2 separate regions of the Zea mays genome follow, and region 1 is linked to region 2. The links are chromatin contacts, called in public Hi-C maps. All regions are on one chromosome and are shown on one strand. The core of a region is the stretch at or near the end of the contact, and the rest is flanking DNA. Distances in the headings are between cores, read along the strand shown.

Region 1 (2,700 bases), core at 152-2,651, 220 kb after region 2:
GCGGGGAGCGGAAGCACACTGGGCAAGACCCTGACAAGTGTCTGCGCCGGACCCCTGTACGTCCTTGACTTAGGTCAGGGTATTCTTCGTCCCGGGATCTTGCCGAGGGTGGCCCGGACCTTACTTAGAGGGGCCCAGGTTCCATTCGGGGGAACGCGGAGGTCCCAGGTCGTACCCGGAGGCCCGGGTCATGTATGCTGGGGTCCGGCACTTTCTCACGAGGTCCGGATCCACTGACGATATCACGGTATATGTTACCTACTCTGGTCACTTGGCGGCTCCGGAGTCGCCCACGTGGTGGGATCGGACGCTGTTTACCGCACCTTCATACTATAGTAAGGGATACCCCTGTTCCAGGGTACCGACAGTTATATTGCTAGATGTGTTTGGAGAGGTGTGCAAATTTCATTTAACATTTCACCATCTTCAAGCATCCGACATATGTTTGGCATTTATCTACAGGGTTTAAATTCTAAACTTAAGAGTTTGATTTGGGTTGGAGCATGTGCCCTCTGTTGGGCTATATGGTTAAACTGTAATAACGACAATGCACGAGTTTACACTCCTCTATAGGTCGCCTTCACAGAAATACATTGGACAATGTTATGGACTCTGTTGCAGAAGGAGGAGGACATACCTCTAGTAAAGTACGGTTGCCGTGTGCTTGAAACGACAATGGTGTGAATATTTTCGAATAATGTCTAAACTTTTTGTCATAGGTTGAGTGTTTCATTTGTGAAACTTTTGTTGAGTGTGAGATTTTCGTCACTGTTTGTATGTTTGAACAGCAGCAGCCCATACAAAAGCTGGAATATTAATAATATTCCCTTTTCTGAAAAGGAGATCTATTTGCTCCTAAATTTCCTTTTATTCATGATTTTTCGTGGGCCATCCATCTGAACACCATGTCATGCAAAATTCCAGCCAGCGGCGGTCACTCACCACTCACCAGCCCCTTCTCTGGTTAGGAGCGTCGGCGTCGGCGTCGGCGTCAGACAACGCAGCACATAGCAGGGGCCGCCAAGCAGCTAGCCACTACTCGGCCGTCAGTCCGTTGTTCCCCACCGCTCAGTGCAGAATCAACGGCTCTAGCCTCGCCTGCTGCTCCCTGCCCCGCCGGGCGCCGGCCGCCGGCGCCCCTCCCAGTCCCGGGTAGTTGGCCTGGCCGCCCCGGCCTCGCTGTCCGCGCACCGGTCAACCCCGCGTCGTGCTCATGCTCGTGCCCGACGCCTGGGTTAGATTATTGCACTAGTATTAGGCTAGACTAGATGCCGCTGAAGCCGATGGCAAAACTCTCAATCACAGCGTTGTTGTTTAATGTGCTAATTGCCCCGTAGATCCATCTCGGCACGGCAGCTTAAGACCAGTCTTCTCCTGCCGCTTCCTTCCCTTCCCTTTCTTCTTCGGCTTGGCATCTCCACCCTTCCTTCCTTCCTCGCCTGGCGTTCCCACCCCCTGCCACCTCGCCCGCTCCCGGCTCCTCCCCCCTCGGCCGTCCTGCTCTGGTCGCGGCGGAGCCGCCAGATCTGGGCCACGGGTGCCAGCCCAGCCGGCGGGCGGCGGGACGGAGGGCTGCGGGATGAAGTCGTCGCTGAGGAGCCGGCAGGAGCCGCGGCGGGTCAGCAACGGCGTCATCATCGGCGCCATGCTGCTATCCCTCTGCGTCCTCAGCATCGTCAAGGCCAGATACTGCGCCACCCCCTTCGGTGCGTCGCGCGTGCGCGAGTTCGTCACCTCTCATCTGCGCCACCCCCTTCGGTGGTACGGACCGCGTGCGGACTGCCTTTGCTGACGCTGCTGTTTGTGCAGGCAAGGCCGAGGACCAGCTCCAGGAGCAGATGAACTCCAGCATCCGGATGGAGCCGGAGGAGTCGTCGCCGGCCAGGACGCCCGGAGGTCGGTTCAGCTCTGCTCTTCTCTGCTCTGCTCCCCGAATCAAATCGAGCTCCCTGAGTTTCTAATCCCTCGGAGATTCGGCCTCCCCACGGTCTGCGCTGATGATTTTTCTTCTCTTGCGGTTTCTCAGAGGAGGAGGAGGAGGACGACGGAGAGAATGGGGCGTCGGCCACCACCACCACGGCGCCCGCGGTGACGAAAACGCCGGCGGCCGTCGCGGCCGGCGGCAACAGGGGCAAGGGCAAGCCCACGTGCTACATGACGAGCAAGCGCTCGGAGCGGTGCGACGCGTCCGGTGACATCCGTGTGGACGGGAACCGCTCCACCATCTACGTCAGCGGGATAGACCGGGAGTGGAAGACCAAGCCGTACGCGCGCTACCACGACCCGGTCGCCATGGCCCACGTCCGCGAGTACACCCTCAAGCCGCTCCCGGAGGCGGCGCCGGCGCCGGCGTGCACCCGGAACCACTCCGTCCCGGGCTTCCTCTTCTCCAACGGCGGCTTCTCCGGCAACCTGTACCACGACTACACGGACGTGCTGGTGCCGCTGTTCATCAGCACGCACCAGTTCCGGGGCCGGGTGCAGTTCCTGCTGAGCGGGATGAAGCCGTGGTGGGTGGCCAAGTTCACGCCCTTCTTCCGGCAGCTGACCCGGTACGACGTCATCGACGTGGACAACGACCAGGAGGTGCACTGCTTCCCCCGGATCGTGGTCGGCGCCACCTTCCACAAGGACATGGGCGTGGACCCGCGGCGGTCGCCGGGCCACGTCTCCGTGGTGGACTTCAAGCGCGCGCTGCGC
Region 2 (2,700 bases), core at 115-2,614:
TTCTCAATTTTTTTCAATTTTATTCAATCCATGTGTATTGGGAATAACCGAACAAGTCCTTAGCTGGCTGTATCCAACCCAGGCTCTGGGTCAAACTCATGGAATCCATTTCTTGCTTCTCCTGTTAAGCATTCCTGTACTGTAGCTGTAGACCTTATCTTCTTTTCCCCAGATCTACTACTGTACGCCGTTCGCCTGTTCCGCTATCTGACACTGTTGCAGGCGGCTGTGCAAGGTTCTCTCGGTGCTTTCAGAGCAGCAGCCTCCTTGCCCGCAGTTCTACCTGTACAGCTCGGCCGACCGAGTCATCCCGGCGGAGTGCGTGGAGCGCTTCGTGGAGTCGCAGAGGTCCCTCGGGCGCAGCGTGTTCGCCCACGACTTCGTCTCGTCGCCGCACGTGGACCACTACCGGAGCTTCCCCCACGTGTACTCCGCCAAGATCGACGAGTTCCTCAAGGTCTGCTCCACGGTCGAGGTGTCATGACCAACAGGCAGGGCCGTCGAATCTATCTGTGTTTGGTCTGTTACTCTGTTCTGAGAATGGATAGGTGTTTCTTTGCCACTCAGAAAATCTGATGGTAGGCTCCCAAAGATGTTTGCCTGAGGTTATTGAGATACTGTATGCTTGCTTTGTTTGAGCCTGTTCGCTGGCTGGTTGCAGCGCTGTGAGGCAGCCATTGTACAGCGATTCCGCAGCCGTGGCAGCGCTGCTGCGCTGGGCTGAGCGGCCGAACACTCCCGGCTCGCAGCCATTGTACAGCGCTTTTGAGTATGGATGGGTGTGGTATGCCACTGTGGTGGAGCACGCTGCATCCATCCCGGCTCGCAGTGGAACGAACCGGTACCGGGGTGCGCGATTCCATGTCTCGCTGTTCTATTCTATACGAGAATCGTGTTCCATCTCTACTCCCTGCCACTGCTAGGTCTAGTGCGTCTGTGCGTGCATCGCCTTCTTGACCTCAAGCTGCATAGCACCACTAGGTAGCCGCTTAGCTAGGAGTGATAATGGATTGGATTTAAATGCTTCTTTGTAAAATAGTAGAACTCTAAATAATTTTTAATTTAAAAATAAATATAAATAGTTCTCGATTTTAATCTGATTTAATTTTATATCTTATATTGTAAAATTTAGAACACATTGTCACTATCTTATATTGTAAAATTTAGAACACATAGTCACTCTGGCCGGTAGCCCCGTCAAGGTCGAGGCTGGCGTGTAGTCGTGGCTCTGTTACCGAGGACAAGTAGGACGAGGCCCTTTGTAGGCTGAACCGGACCCACCTATCAGTGAACAGGCGGACAGGTCAGGACTCAGGAGTAGGAGGAGAGCAGCCTCAAAACCAGGCGCACGCACCCGCGAGGCCGCGACGCCACTGACCAACCAGCCAAAAACCCGGCCGCGCGCCTGTTTGTTCGGCCGGAGCGCGCCATGGCCATGGAGGAGGGGTCAGGAGCGGTGGAGAAAGGGCCGGCCGTGGGCACGGTGGCTGACGCCTCCGCCAGCGTCATCGGCGAAGGCGCCGTGAAGGAGGAGGCCGGGGGCAGACGGCAGCCACCGGCCGGCTACGCGGCCGTCGTGATCGGCGGCACCTTCGACCGCCTGCACCAGGGCCACCATCTCTTCCTGAAGGTACGGTACGGGCAACAAGGTCTCCACTCTTGGGCATAACAGTCCAATCGTCGTCGTCTCTTTCGCTGCCTGCGTGTGCGCGTTTGTGTGTGTTCGAAGCGTTGAAACTTCAGCTGATCCTTCGATTCCCCTCCTTTCTTTTCTTTCTTTCTTTTTGTGTGTGTGTGTTTGTTTATTCTGGTTTTTACTAATCTATTCCTAACAACGATGATTTTCCCGTTTCCTCGGTTCGTCCCCCTTTCTCTTCCGAAAACATATAAAGAATCCACGTTGTGGCAGGCGGCAGCGGAGCTGGCGAGGGAGAGGATCGTGGTCGGCGTCTGCGACGGCCCCATGCTCGCCAAGAAACAGGTCAGCTTTCGCGCCAACTGGCCGGATGCATCCGACAATACACTCTCGCTTCTAATCCAAACCCGATCGACGCAAGCACGCTTGCATAGAGCCCGATCACGCCATTGCTTATTCCACGCTAAAACAAACCCCGACCATCGCGTCCCTGCATGCCGCGCAGCGGATGCCACAGCAACGTCAGGCTTTTTAAAATCCCGGGACGTCAGACGTCTCAACCCACACACACGCCCCAGCTGCATGTTCCACATGTGATCCCCATCAACGCATGCTCGCTCGGCCGCTCCCTTTCAAATTGCAAGCCAAGCCGTCTCAAGTCTGTAGCCTCGATTTGGAACTTTGAACGGAGGTAGGTAGGATGGCTTGCGGTCTCAAACTATGCTACCATGTTTGGATGCACTAGAGTAGCTGTTAAAATTAATCAAAGACATCTAAACAGTCTAGCTAGTAGTTTAACTATTAGCTTTTCTTTAGCAAACTAGCTAATTCGACTAATAATTTTTTTATCAAAGAACTATTATCTCTGCATCTAAACACCGGTGTTCAAATGCACTACAGTTAACAGTTAGCTGCTAAAATTAGTTGAACGCAGCTAATAGTTTGGTTATTGGCTACTTTTAGCAGATTAGGTGGCTAATTCTTAGCATCCAAACAGCCCCCCTAATTATAGCGCAACCGCAATGGGACCGAACCAATGGGGGTATGGGCTGACGAGTGGTGGT

What was found. A called contact is a pair of places that touch in the nucleus more often than the background predicts.
Region 1: a contact with region 2 is called in a Hi-C map of tassel, with 5 times the contacts expected there. The contact joins the promoter of LOC100280677 here to the promoter of LOC103626591 in region 2. A contact is called at or near these places in 7 of 25 Hi-C or Micro-C datasets (bundle sheath, ear, endosperm and 2 more).

The regions. Positions count from the first base shown.
Region 1 is chr5:78,518,181-78,520,880 of Zm-B73-REFERENCE-NAM-5.0, forward strand. It overlaps LOC100280677 (glycosyltransferase), which reads left to right and starts at 1,402. Exons shown (of 3, transcript NM_001153596.1): 1 at 1,402-1,706; 2 at 1,810-1,896; 3 at 2,027-2,700. The coding sequence starts at 1,580.
Region 2 is chr5:78,302,784-78,305,483 of Zm-B73-REFERENCE-NAM-5.0, forward strand. LOC103626591 (phosphopantetheine adenylyltransferase-like) reads left to right here and starts at 1,365. Exons shown (of 6, transcript NM_001329681.1): 1 at 1,365-1,630; 2 at 1,910-1,981. The coding sequence starts at 1,430. LOC100191344 reads left to right here. Exons shown (of 4, transcript NM_001136778.1): 4 at 223-668. The coding sequence ends at 484.